Regions from separate parts of the Mus musculus genome. Here all the other regions are linked to region 3. A link is a contact called in public Hi-C data. All regions are on one chromosome and are shown on one strand. The core of a region is the stretch at or near the end of the contact, and the rest is flanking DNA. Distances in the headings are between cores, read along the strand shown.

What was found. A called contact is a pair of places that touch in the nucleus more often than the background predicts.
Region 1: a Hi-C map of rod photoreceptor shows a contact between it and region 3, with 2.1 times the contacts expected there. The contact joins the enhancer-like site here to the promoter of Btbd10 in region 3. A contact is called at or near these places in 5 of 39 promoter capture datasets (the HPC-7 cell line, erythroid cells, macrophages and 2 more), 1 of 15 datasets of contacts at CTCF or cohesin (pro-B cells), 16 of 484 Hi-C or Micro-C datasets (the 63-12 cell line, the C2C12 cell line, CD4 T cells and 13 more), 2 of 115 datasets of contacts at active chromatin or transcription factors (effector CD8 T cells and large pre-B cells) and 2 of 9 other capture datasets (adipose tissue and pancreatic islet).
Region 2: a Hi-C map of pre-B cells shows a contact between it and region 3, with 2.9 times the contacts expected there. The contact joins the enhancer-like site here to the promoter of Btbd10 in region 3. A contact is called at or near these places in 1 of 39 promoter capture datasets (pre-B cells), 2 of 484 Hi-C or Micro-C datasets (the G1E-ER4 cell line and pre-B cells), 3 of 115 datasets of contacts at active chromatin or transcription factors (the 230-238 cell line, embryonic stem cells and memory CD8 T cells) and 1 of 9 other capture datasets (adipose tissue).

Annotation. Positions count from the first base shown.
Region 1 is chr7:113,494,704-113,497,403 of GRCm38.p6, reverse strand. No RefSeq gene overlaps it. Among named protein-coding and RNA genes, the nearest start is that of Far1, 18 kb to the left of the region's middle. Within about 2 kb of position 1,408, at least 3 of the 459 cell types and tissues checked have an H3K27ac peak or open chromatin away from gene starts, as enhancers often do. A contact at or near this core is called in rod photoreceptor, where this site is marked.
Region 2 is chr7:113,294,424-113,297,123 of GRCm38.p6, reverse strand. It overlaps Arntl (aryl hydrocarbon receptor nuclear translocator-like), which reads right to left. Exons shown (of 20, transcript NM_007489.4): 12 at 1,531-1,680. Among named protein-coding and RNA genes, the nearest start is that of Gm33721, 34 kb to the right of the region's middle. Within about 2 kb of position 1,398, at least 146 of the 459 cell types and tissues checked have an H3K27ac peak or open chromatin away from gene starts, as enhancers often do. A contact at or near this core is called in the 230-238 cell line, the G1E-ER4 cell line, embryonic stem cells and 2 more, where this site is marked.
Region 3 is chr7:113,368,022-113,370,721 of GRCm38.p6, reverse strand. Btbd10 (BTB (POZ) domain containing 10) reads left to right here and starts at 1,383. Exons shown (of 11, transcript NM_133700.2): 1 at 1,383-1,523; 2 at 1,764-1,850.

The sequences.
Region 1 (2,700 bases), core at 159-2,658, 130 kb before region 3:
ACAGTCAATCTCTTTAAAATGAAAGTTGCTATAGTTACTATATATAGTTACTATAGTAACCACCAAAAGGCTTTGAAGGAGACAGAGTATGCATTTATCAGCCTTAACTCTTATTCTGGCTATATACTATAGCTGTCAGCAGAGGACTTGTACTTTTGTGTGGTAAACTTCCCAGTGACAGTTAGTTACTGAAAGAAATTGATTACCAGTTTAGAGTCATGTTGGCCAAAGGAACTTGAAGCTCAGCAGAAAGTTAAAATAAAAATAAAGTTAGATATCAGAAGGATCCAAGAATTGAAATACAAACACAATACATACTTCTTGTTTCGCCCATGAAAAGTAGCAATTCGGGTTCTACCAGGCTTTAAGCTACCAACTGATAAGGGAAAGGTCAGGAAAACAAACGGAGCTTGAAGAACAATTAGTCATATAGGATGGAGACTTCTGTTAATGTGTTAAAGGACTGGTCAGGCTGAGATTCTGGAGTCAGCGTTGTGCCTTTATATATTTATGATTTTGAGAATATGCCACGATTTTTACTTAATGAAAACATCAAAGGGGTGTCTTTCAAAATGGTGAAAATAGATAAATTTATTTTTTAAAAAAGTAATAGTGGTACCAAATATCATAAGTCAGCTTTGTTGTCTCCAGCAGGCATGGTGTGGCTGGAGGCCCTTGTGGAAGAGCTGGTGGCCTAGAAGACCAATGGACTAAAGCAACAGTGGGGAGGGAAAGGGTGACAGAATGGGGCTAGGAGACACAGATCTCATTTTGAGCCTTGGCCTAGAGGGTTGACTTTGGGCACTAGGATAATCCAGTTCTTAGTGAAAAATGCACTATCTCAAAACTTGAGGTTGCTGCGACTGGCCCAATGCCAGCTGATTTGATTTACAGTTAGAGAATATTTCTTCGAAGAAAGAGGATGCTCAGGGGCCCCCTTCAAGGACCTCCAAATACCAAAACCATACTTTAAAAGTTGAATTCCAAAGGTTGCTGGGTAAGCCGGGAATTACTTCTGAGGGGTGGGGGGAAATTAGACTCCAGGTATTTTCCAGTTACTGATAGTGAGGCTCAGGGAGGTACCCATGACCCATAGAAAAATATTTCCTTACACAACCCTGGCCAAAATTGCTTTTCTGAACATGCTTAAAATGTTTAAATTATTTTTAGAATAAGTTTAGATCAACTGTAAAGTTGCAAATGTAGTAAGTTGCTCTATACTTTTTACCCAATAGCCTATGAATTTACACCCCACACAATCAACATTGTGACAACTGACGGTCGTTGTAAAAACAAAGAAATTAGGGATAGGAAAGTAACTCAGCTGAGGACTTAGATTTGATCCCAGGAACCCACATAAAAAGTGCCAGATGTCACATGTTTGTAATCCCAGGGCTGGTGGGGTGGAAACAGCTTATCTCTGGGGTCACAACCTAGCCAGCCTAGCCTACTTAGCAAGCTCCAGGTCAGGTCACTGCAATACACTGTCTTAAAAAAAACAGGCAGATGACACTTGAGGGATGACATCTGAGGCCATTCTCTGGCCTATACACTCACTGTGCACACACAAATCATAAGAAAATAACATAGTTTAATGCAACTAATTGAGGGTATGATCTAGATTTAGTCCGTTTTCCCACTAACAGTCTTTTTCTGATCTAGAAGCCACTCTATGATCCCATGTGTGTTTAAGTCACTGTGTTTTCATAATCTTCTCCCGTCTTTGACAGTTTCTAAGTCTTGCTTTCATGATTTTGGTAGTCTGGGGAGTATTGGTTGGTAATGGGTAGACTACTCTTCAGTTTGTTTCTTTCTGTTATTTTGCTCATAGTTTTACAATCAATATGAGCTTTGAGGACAGTCACCAAGGCTGAGTGCAGTTTTGTCTGTAGCTGCCGTTAGAGCACATACATTGTCCATATGGCTTGGCCACGATGGTGCTGACCTTACCTCCTGGTTATGGTGGTGCTTGCCTGGCTTTTCCACTGTGACATCATTTTTTCCTCCCCATATTCTGTTCTTTAAAGCAAGTCGCTAGGCCAGCCTAAGCTCAGAGGAGAAAAAAATGTAAGCTCTACTTATATGATTTTAAATGTTCTGTAAGGAATTTCTGGTCCATTTCCTTACATACCCATTGGGTTCCATCCCAGGAGCAGCTTATAAAGCCAAATACCACAAAAGCTCACACACAGGTGCAGGAAGTGCTTCTGGGTGCTTGATTTGGGTCCAAGTTTATTGTGGCTAACTATACAAAGCAGCTCTAACTGACTTCTGTAGTGATTGGTTTCCAAGGGCACAGAGCATAACACAATATGCAATCACCTTGGGCACGAGAAAGTTTCTTAGTATCAGCAGTAATAACTTACGAGAAAGTTTTCTTAAAACATAGGTAACAGCATAAAATGGCAGGCTACACAGGTAACAGTTACCTGGGCCTTAGCAATATCTATTTATTTGTTCTATCCTTTGTATAATCAATATTTTATACAATGCATATTTATTATTTTATTTGAAACAATAGTATCCTTAAATATTTCGGCACTAGACTTATTCTAGAGTTGACCATTGAGAGTGCTTCTGAGTCAGTTCCTGTGGCTTCTCATTGCAGCAATGTGTTCAGTAAGTTAGGTTTGAGTGCTGAATATTCACTTTGATGGACCTGTTTAGTCAGTGCGAAGAGCTAGCAAATGCATGTTTGCA
Region 2 (2,700 bases), core at 149-2,648, 74 kb after region 3:
TTCACTGGGCACACCAGGAGCAAGGCAGGATGATAGCCTGGCATCTCTGCCTTCATTTTGTGTTGTCTCCTTTACTTTGGCCAAAGGCACAGAGGTAAATGGTTGCCTTGAACCTGCCATCACCCTGGACTTCAGAAGAACAAACCCCGGGAGGAACAGTCCATCCCAAACAAGGGTGGTTACCCATGTGGGCAAGGCTTCACCCCGGAAGCGATTGTGTCCCAAGCCTTCCTTGTATCTTCACATCCCAGTAATTACGGATTTGGCCCAGTGTTTAGGAACTGAGCTAAGCCAGTGTTCAGCCAGTGCACACTCAGACTACAGCTGTAATGAGGCTTGTTGCCCCTTGCTCCAGTTACTCCTCTATTTCATCCTAAAGCATGGGTCAGTTCTCCAACAGACAGACTTGGGGCTTTTATCTGTTTCTCTTCTCTTTATGGGCCACACAGAAGACATCTCTCCCTGTCACCTTCACCTGTTTCTCTAATGGGACAAGTGGCCTAGCTCGTTGCGGCTGCTAGAGCCTAGGTGTCGGTCCTAAAATGTCCGGTTCCACAGCTGGAGAAACCACTCAGTGCTTAAGAACGCTTGCTGCGCTTGCAGGAGAGGAGAGCCCATATGGTGCTCATGTCTGTACCCATATCTGTAATGACAGTTTTAGGGGATCTAAGGCCCTCTTCTGGCCTCTCTGGGTACCAGGCAGCACATTATAAACACACAAAGCACCTGAATGCCTAAAATGAAAATAATTTTTTTTTTAAATCTCTGGCTATGGGCTGGAGAGATGGCTCAGTGGCTAAGAGCACTGCCTGCTCTTCCAGAGGTCCTGAGTTCAACTCCCAGCATTCACATGGTAGCTCACAACCATCTGTAATGAGATCTGATACCCTCTTCTGATGTGTCTGAAGACATCCACAGTGTAGTTATAAAATAAATAAATCTTTTTTTAAGAACTTTGTATTTTTTTTTTTAAAAATCTCTTGTTATACCTGGACATAAATAAATACCCTTCAGTGATATTAGCAGGTGGTACAAGTTGAGGTCCAATTGGCCATTCTAGATCGCCCCTAAAGCTTATAAAGAAGATACCTGGAGTTCAAAAGAAAAGCTGCGGTAGAAATGTAAACTTAGAGGTTTTTGATCTGTGGGTGACATTACCTATATACACATCAATATGGACAGAGGAGAGTGGCCCCAGGGCAGAGAGGAGAAGACAGAACCATGAACAGTTCAACACATGAGGTCACTAGGGAAATTGGCCAGAAGGATTCTAGAAAGGTGGGAACTCAAGAGACAGAACTGTTTTTTTTTTTTCCCCAAGCCACATCAGAAGTTACACACAGAAAGCCTATTCACAAGCCTATGTCCCCATGGCAACACATCAGGGCTCTAGGGCTCCCCATCCCCCACTCCAGTTGCCCAAGGCTGTAAGGTGAGAGGTGGCCCAGGCTGCAGGCTACGGAGTGGCTGCTCTGCAGAGCCGAAAAGCCCTGACTCCAGATAAGCCTCCCTCACGGCTGTTAACTGTACCTTTTTTCTTTGAACAGGTAGAGGCGAAGTCCTTATCTTCCACCTTTACTGAAGGCCTGTTGCACTTCATTCTACAGAAGAAAGAGCGGCGGGCTCCAGAGCATAGCCGGGAGGGCCCAGGGGTTATATCCGTTTTAACCGGAAGTCCAGCTGCAAATCAACACAAAATGTGGTGAAATGAGGGCAGAACTGTCTGTCAGGAGGGGCAGTGTGACCTCCACACAACCCTTACTGCCACACTGTTCTCTCCGGGGGCCCGTGCTCATGTGGGAACGGTTACAGAGGGTAAGAAGTGCGGGAGCACAGGTGGCGTGGGTCCTCTGGGGGAGGAAATGGAGGCATACCACTAGGGGCTGATAACAGGGAACCGTAGCGGTTGGGAGGGGCACAGGACTGATTTGAAATTTCAGCTTAACAGAGTCCCTTGGGGGCTCTGATCAGTCAGCCCCATTCTGGATGTGTGCTCCCTGCGACAGCCACTAGGTTCATGCTGCTACTGAGCATGGAATATGGCCTTTCTGAACTAAAAAGGGCTGAGTGAAGTATATGCAGGATTTCAGAGGCAGCACCAAAGAAATGTTAAAGAACTTTAAATCTTTAGTAATAATTACATCAACATAGTACTTTAGATTGATTGTGTTAGGTGTGATGTTATAATTAGCTTTGCATTTATTCTTGCTTTTGAATCATGGGGCTACCCAAAACCCCAAACTAGACGAGCTTGTGTTCAGACTTGTGGTTTTAACCACGGCACTATGGATGGAGCCCTGAGCTTTTAACCACAGCACTGTGGACGGAGCCCTGAGCCTTTGGCACACTTGATAAGCACGATATCAAGCTGCCAGTTTGTTCTGCTGGGCTAGACTGAATTGCAGGTAGAGCAAGGCTACTGAAAGCTCCTGGCTGACATTGACACGCTTGCCTCTTACCTTCCTCATGGCTGTGAAGTTGGGACTACAGACACCACTGGGGTAGCACCGCACCCATGCCAAGCAGTGGCCGCTGCTCAGGGAGCCTCTCCCCACTGCCTTTCCCAAACTGGCTCTGTTAACTTCTCTAGAATGCCAGCCCAAGCCTGCCATATTGGTTCAGTGCCCTTCTCTGTATCTCTCTGCCTGCACATTTTGATGGAGGCAGCAAACAGGCTCTGGGACTCCACACAGGTTTTTC
Region 3 (2,700 bases), core at 134-2,633:
TTATTCATATTCAAGCCTCATTAGCTTGCTCTTTTTACAATGTTTTTAAGATTTTCAGCAATTTCCAAGAATGTAGAATGTTGGCTATAAAAAAACGTGTACACTATGTAACAATAATCTTTGTCTTCCTTTGGTCTCTGATATTTAAGCATTTTCAGGAGGAAAGTATGCCTGCTACCAGTTTTCCACTTCAAATGATAATTTACTTAGCATAAATGTTGGTTTGAAAAACACGTGGTATCACATATGGGACCCAAGGAATTTTTTCTTACAGTAACTAGATTTTAAACAAAGTTCTTTTCACAAAACAGTTTTCTTACCAAAATACTGAAACATGTATTGGGTTTTGTTTATGCCCTTCCCTCTCTTCTCAAAATGGGGGAACTTCTACTGATCTTTAAAATTGGACTCAAATGCCACTCCCTAGTGGAGGGCTGCTTTTTGAGATGAGATCTCACGTTAGCCCAGAAACACCTGGAACTCAATCTTTCAGCTTCTGCCACCCTTCGCAATCCCAAGACCAGAGGAGCGAGCAACTGCACTGAGGGGTTCTCAACAGGATTGTCTCAGATCAGCTCCTACAGCTCACTCACTAAGGGGAGTATGTTCTGTAGCAAGCATAAAGAGGATTATCCGTTCCTCTGTGGGTCTGAGTCCCGGGAGGGGAGAGTTTTGAGCGCCGGGGAGGTGACTTCCTCACTTTTCCATCTCTTTTAGAGCCTCCCATCAGGCACACGGTGGGTTCGGTGACACCGGAGTGCTACTTTGGCGAGCTTTTGCCCGCCAGAAACTCAACCCATTCAGCTGATTCTCCGCGTCCCAGAGGTGGCGCCACCGCAGGCGTGTCAGCTGGTGCACCGGTTCCCGCCAACAACAGAGGGTTTCAAACCAAGCAGAGCGTTGCAAACCAAGCGGCGGCCGCGGGGAAGCGGCGACCTCCGGACCACCGCCTGCCAACGCCTCGTGCTGCCCGTACCAGCTCGCGGACCCCGCGGAGGAAGGCGACCCGGGCGTTCGCCCTGCTGACAGAAACGCTCTCCTAGAAGAAGACTCCCAGGCACTGCTTTTACTGGCCCGGAGACGCCGTCCGGCTTTTGCCTAACGGTGACAGGAAGCGTGGAGTGAGGGTGTGCTCAGAGGTGTGGAGGTGGCCTGAGACTGCTCTTGGCTCACCGCGCAGAGAAGCGCTCGCGGGGAAGCTACGGGACAGCACTGCCAACCGAGACCGCGGAGACACTACTCAGGCTCTCAGTGCCCCGGTGACACGCCTACTGTGGGAGGAGCTCCGTCCTTCGCGCGAGAACTCGCTTCGCCTCACCTCTTCCTAATGCGAAGTCTCGCGAGAAGCAGCTAAGGAGCCGGCCTGCAACCTGCCGGGGCGGCTCTGGTAGGCGCAGCCGGTGGAGCGGCCGCCTCACACCTAGCACCGGAGGGGTCCGGTTCAGTGGGCGGAGGGAGCGGAGCGTCGCTCTCTCTTGGAGCTCTTCCCCAAGACCCTCGGTGGACGTCTCAGGGGCCAGCAGGTTGGAGCGGGCCGGGTGCGGGCGGCTGGGTTTGTAGTGGAAGCCGAGGGCGAGGCTAGCTGCTGTGAACCGGGCTCCGGGAGGCTGGCGGCGGCTCCAGGAGCGTGGGGCGCGGTGCTCGGGGCTGCCCGCTTGAGCACCGGGTCCGGAGAGGCGGGGAAGGGAGCTGCTTTTTGGGTTAGGAGTCTGGAGGCCTTTTCCCAGGGGAAAAAAAGCTATTTTCTCACACCTCCTTTCCAGGGCAGAGTAACCCAGTGCCCCGCCCCTTTCCTGTCATCTTTGGGTCACCGCGGCGACAAACCGAAGAAGGCGCATCACAATAGGGCGGTGAGTAAGGCTCCCAGTTTGGGGATAAGGTGGTGGGGGAGTTGCCCTTTGGATGGAGGATGAGACACCTGTGATGTGCTGCTGTGTGCTTTTATTCTGTAACCGTTTCAACGAGGGTAAAGCTTGGTTTCCCACTCTAACTTGCCCAGAAAAGGTTCAGATTTATTCTCTGTGAGTCACAAGCCCTCTGACACCCCTGATTTTGGGGTATGGGCTGGAGGGGACCTGAGATTTCACTTAGTTTGTCAATGTGGGTTAGTGTGCTGTGCCTAACCTCGGTCTTTCCCGGGTTCCCATGTCTTTTTTTTTTTTTTTTTTTTTTTATCTCTTTAAAATTTTGAGTCTTAGCCTCTTATTGGTATTTGGAGTCCACGACCAGGCTATAAAAAAGTTTTCCACTTTGTGCATTTAGTATAGGAAATTATTTTATAGCCATGTAAGAGTCTGCACGCTTTTTATTTCAGCTAACAATCTGAATGAAGCAGTACAGTGTATTGATTGGCAGTTGGGTTTCTTTCTGTTCTTGCCTGCCTCCCACTCTTCTCTTGCCCCACCAGCCCAATTTGATCCAAACTTTTTAGAGAGGGGTTTAGGGATGAATTTTGAATGAAATAGACTGTAGAAATTGGATGGAAAGATAAAATAAGACATGTGAATGTAAAGACTGAACAAGTTTCTGCGCTGGAGAGTCCATCTAGAACTCAACCGTGGGCATTGAACCAAGGACTGATGCTGAATATTAAGCAGAAAGCAGTAGAAAGTACTTGGAAAATTACTAAATGGGAGGTAAAGATGAGTTAATATAGTTTTCGAGGACAGTTAATTTTGGAGATTTTAGGCTTAATCGTTT